2 separate regions of the Cydia pomonella genome follow, and region 1 is linked to region 2. A link is a contact called in public Hi-C data. All regions are on one chromosome and are shown on one strand. The core of a region is the stretch at or near the end of the contact, and the rest is flanking DNA. Distances in the headings are between cores, read along the strand shown. Region 1 holds the start of LOC133521909. Region 2 holds the start of LOC133521925 (synaptogyrin).

Evidence for each region. A called contact is a pair of places that touch in the nucleus more often than the background predicts.
Region 1: a contact with region 2 is called in a Hi-C map of whole body, with 2.3 times the contacts expected there. The contact joins the promoter of LOC133521909 here to the promoter of LOC133521925 in region 2. A contact is called at or near these places in 2 of 2 Hi-C or Micro-C datasets (both in whole body).

The regions. Positions count from the first base shown.
Region 1 is chr10:6,261,187-6,263,886 of ilCydPomo1, forward strand. LOC133521909 reads left to right here and starts at 1,414. Exons shown (of 5, transcript XM_061857028.1): 1 at 1,414-1,697; 2 at 1,779-1,943. The coding sequence starts at 1,675.
Region 2 is chr10:5,807,232-5,809,931 of ilCydPomo1, forward strand. LOC133521925 (synaptogyrin) reads right to left here and starts at 1,421. Exons shown (of 5, transcript XM_061857066.1): 1 at 811-1,421. The coding sequence starts at 912. It overlaps LOC133521915 (caskin-2), which reads right to left. Exons shown (of 11, transcript XM_061857040.1): 11 at 2,669-2,700.

The DNA of each region.
Region 1 (2,700 bases), core at 164-2,663, 450 kb after region 2:
GCAGCTTGTACAGATTTTATGTGTTTTGCGTTTGAAGATGTTACCTCTTCGTTTGCAGATTCGACAGGAAGCGTATAAAGCTTCTTCTTGATATGAGGATCCAGGTTCGTCGTCATTGGTCATGTTATGGTTATGACGGGCTTCAAACTCTTCTAGTATTTTCGTTTTAAGCTCATCTGGCTTAGGAAGAGTGTCACGCGCTTCTATAGCGACTCTGAAGTTCTCATATTCGGGGGAAAGACTGTATAACATCATGATGGTTAATAAGTCTTCGTTTATAGTAACATCCATATCAGCCAGCTTGTCAACTGTGTCCATAAACTTGTTCAAGTGTGCTCGTACATCTTGGTTGTCTAATTTAGTCAGGATCAGCTGTTTAAGTAGGGTCGCTTTACGAGCAGGTCCCGTACTGGCATAAGTATTCTTTAATTTGTCCCATACTTGTTTTGCAGTGCCGCAGTTTTTAATTTGTTTAAGCTCGGACGGAGCGATAATTAGGATGAGCTCAGATTTCGCTAATCTATCCTTTTCTTTTTCATCGGCAGATGCATCAGCAGTCAAGGCTTTCTCAACATATTTAAATAATTTATGTCGTACTAGGACGGCTTCGGCTTGAATTACCCAAGTGTCGTAATTATTATTCGTGAGTGGATCGATTTTTATGTTCGACATTTCGACTTGGTACTCACAGTTTCACCTCTGCTACCATATAAAGATCTCACCTTGAAGTGTGACTGTGGCGTAAGTGAGAACTTTGTTTATTCATAATAGAAGAAAATGAAGCATTTTATAATTATATATTTAATAAGTCTTAGTACAATTACTTAAATATGTTTTTGAGAATATTGATGTATCATTTGACAGACATATTTTTCCTTAGATAATTGCCTCCACGGCAACGACTGTCATAGACAATTAGTCTTCTAAAAATAAGAAGGTATGTTAAAGTAGAACATACTTCACAAATTACATTCAAAAAGTGAGTGTAGTTTAAGTGGTAACGAAAGACATATTATAATTGCGTGGTTTTGTTTTTAATTATGTGAATGGATCATACACATTTACATTATATGGGTGCTGTCATGTGTCAAATATGTGATGTTAGAAAAATCTCACTATAGGTGGTTATCATCCCATTCGTCCCAAATTTTAAATTCACGCCTTTTTCTACTGACAAATTTGTTTAACCGGCTATAGCTCTGTAACTCTGTTATTAAGAAATAGTTATGTGTTGATAAATATAGTTTAGGCGTCTATAGGCTACGGTGACTGCTTACCATCAGGCGGGCCGTATGATTGTTTGCCACCGACGTGGTATAAAAAAAATTACGTATATATATAGTTTGAATAAGCCGTTTCCGTCAGTAAAGAAAACGGTAAATTGAAAAAATATAGGCGCAAAGGGTTGATTTCTTCTACTCACAAATGAGTTTGCCAGATTATAGCAACCGCCTGTAGAGCCCAATAGTGTATAGCCTTTTTAATTTTCGTGCACACGCAACACTGTTCTTTTTTTGACAGACGTCATAAAAACAATAACCCTTCGTTGGCTTCGTTGTCGGTGTAATGTATTTGCGTTAATTGCGTTAGTTATAAAATGAATTATTACACGAATAAGTGTAATATTGTTGACAATTGTTGTTTCTACCTATAAATAAGTTTACTATTGATAATATGGATAAGTTTAAGATGCTATCGTAAGTATAGTTAAACAACGTTTATCATGTTACTACGAGGATTAAATTTGCAAAAATTGATAACGGTTTTAATGTTTTTAGCGGTGAGGAGCTTGTTATTCAGGGAGCGAAAAAGGTCAATAGTTCTTTACCTGAGTTAGGCTTGAAGGATATAATCCCTAATGGTTCTTGGTTGGAACAAAAACAGATACAGAGTTCATTGGAAGCTCGTAGGCACATCGTAGAAGTCGAACGCATAGAAAAGTGGTAAGTATTTTTTTATTTAATTACGGAAATGATAAATATGCGGTTAAAGAAGTGTTTTTACTCAAATTTGGTGACATTAAATATTGATTCATTGTCACTGTATAATGTTCCTACTAAGTACTACTGATAATCTACTAACCACATTTGGGAAAATTCTAAAATGGTTTATTTTTAAAAAAATTTGCCATTTTGCCTTTTTAATTTAAACTCCCTTTTAAAGATAATACTACGTAATACTGAAGTCAATTAAATAATACCTATATAACTGAAACAACTCTTGAATAAAGGTTAGTAATGGGCTATATGGTGCCTTAGTCTCAAAAGCAGCCTTTCCATGGGGCATTCCACAAAGTCAACTTTGTTGGGGACATGGTGCATATGGCAGCTACCTTAATAACCTGCAGAAATCTGTATCACATGCTAAATTTAAAGCTAAGTTATCAAACATTATCATGCGTTATATCGGCTTCTTAACTTAAGTGAGGTTTAGAAGTGAGATTTACGAAGAATTTTCATTACATTGCGGTATCTGATCAACGTTTTGAATGCAATTAACCTTAGTCGGCAATGTAACATAAATTGCATGCAAGTACAGTTACATCTGAAAATATTGATACAAAAAATGTGTCAGAAATATGTATACACTACCTTAATATATGGGCAATAAAGTAAAGTCGTACATATTTTTGGCACTTTTTTTGTATCAATATTTTCAGATGTGACCGTACTTGCTAGTCTATGTCTCGCTTTAGCTTTA
Region 2 (2,700 bases), core at 171-2,670:
ATATATATTTTAAACATTATAAAAATAATACCATTTTTGCACTTCATATAATATATTTGTAAGTGTAATAATTATAATTTAACACAATTAAGAAGGTACTGTGGAAAATGAATGTCTCTGAAACTGTACTTACCATAATTTAAAAAAAATGTTAGGTTCTGCCCAGCTTAAACCACATTTTTTATAACTAGGACATTATTTGAATCAATTAGTCAGAAAAACAGCTTAAGATTTATAGAACATGTTTTAAAATAAACACAGAACCATTTATTTTAATTTCAATTGAATAAATTGTAATTAGGTTTCAATTAATAAATGTATGTTTATAATTTGAATCACTTTTCTATTTTTATGACTGTTATGAGACCTTGGCCACACTATAACTTTTATGAACAAATGTTTACATAACTTTAATCCAAATATACCTGAACAATGGCCATAATTAAGTTCTGACAATAGCCATTATGTGTTTAGCTACCGTGAAGTTTACTTATTCAATACACGTTCAAAGGTGGTCATGTGATCAACGTGAAAATGCATTTAAATGTAAGAATATGCATCTACATGTAATTTGATATGCTTTAATAGTAGGTATTGTTACTAGTAAAATAATTTATTTTTTTATTAAAAATAACCATATACGTATAAAACTAAGTTTTAATTTGGAATCTTTAGTGGGTGTGTTCAAGGAATAATCTTAAAAAAATAATATAAACTTTTAAAAACAAATATAAAACGGGTATCAACACAGAAATGTTCATGTTAAACGTTTCATTGATTATATTAGCAGGTGTAACGTAAATGACATACCCAACAAACCGCCCTGACGATTACAGGAGGTCTTTGAATGAAGGCTTGAGGGTCGAACGCACCCCCAGCTTTCCCTCCGCCGTATGCACCGGTCGAATCCATTATTGCACTTTTCTAATTACTTTCAATACCTTCCACACCAACTCTTAACGTCCATTAAAAGCTCAAAGACAATATGACCTCCCCAAACTTCGAAAACCAATTTGTATTATCGATCGCGCACACAACATTCGCTAGACGTATGACATCAGGAAAATCTACAACAACTCTGTTCTCTGTGGTTACGCTCCGACATTGATCGGCCATGGCTCGCGCTCATTGGCCGAAATCATAGCTGTCGAGTTATTGGCCAATCGTAAAGCGGTAAACAGGTTTTCAGGAAAGCGGCAGTGAATGAAAATGTAGGTTGCGGAGGACAACCATAGTACTACTTACAGTTTTTCAAGATGATAGGGAAGTGTAATTTAGGTAAATTCCGTTTATCGGTTTTTCTCAGGTTCTACTGTAACTTTTATTTAGGATAATTGTAAGTTGTATTGGTATTATATATTTTCTTCTTTTTACAATAGTTTTTTGGCTGTCAGCTATTTTTACGTTTCAGAAATTGGAAAACTCATTTGACCTAGGTATCTCTAGGCATCTAACCTATTTGGTCCCACTCTATTATTACCGACTTGTAATGATCGCTCCGGTTTGATTTTCTATCCGAAAATAATGTGCGATTGTGTGTAATAAATTACACATACCTATATTTGTTTTGAATGTGTGTAGTGGGTTAAGTGGGTGCTTAAGCTTACCTACCGTCCTACCGACATATATATAAGGGTTTCGATAGAGCTCGAGGTCTACCGGCTCATGTAACACTTGTCCTACTATTTTGATCATAGGTACGATTTGTTTTTAGACTATTCTCGGTTACCTCATGTATTGGTGGTAGTAGTTAAGTTTACTAACTTCAGTTAACTTTTAGTCAGTAGGTACGTAACTACGCCTTATTGACGCAAATGCGGCTCTACAAGTCTACATTAAGTACTTTTGTGTTTTTTGTTTCACTATACTAAGGAAAACAATGCAACTCAAATATTCAGGCTAATAATGTCAAACCAAATCGTAACGGATGAAGAATCTTTTGTTGTTTGCTCTGTATCTGCGATATATATGAAATTTTGAGGAAAAGGTTCTTTTGTAAACGATGGTTATTCTGAATACATAATTACTTCATTTAAACGATACATGCGTCCGTAGCTGTATAGCCCTATGCGAAAGAAGATACCTCATCCACACACGCGGCAGGTGTATGCTCCCCCAGGTGGGCGAGGGTTGGAGGCCTGCTCGTGGCGCCTCATGCGTTTCTATTTTAAAAGTGTAAACCAGGCGTCGTCGTGCTTGGATTCATCATTATGAATACGACGCTACATGATTCGGCTTTTGGCCAGTTTTTGCAGTTTTTTCTTTAGTATATAACATCTATTTCAGATGATAATATGCTAGTGTGTTGATATTGTGTCATAAAGACAAGTTAATATTTATTGTAGGCTGGTAATCGGATCGTCAACGAAATTCATACCTAGTTACTTCTTAAACGAAAGAAAACCATAAAAACCCTATAGTCGCGTTTACTTCATAAAATTTGAGTTGTTGTTGAATCGTTCAGAAAGAATCAAGTAACACTCAATATGATGAAAATTATGCGATATAATAATTGTTAAAAATTGTCATATAATTTTTTTTTGCGAAATGAAAAATCAAGAGACTACTCTATTCATGATACTTTACTTTTACTCATGAAAGGGAATTATTCTGTGTAGAGCCTAAATAGGGGAAGCTGTTGTGCGGTAAAGGTAAATGAAGACTCACATTTTAGAATATTACAAATATATTTATTCAAAT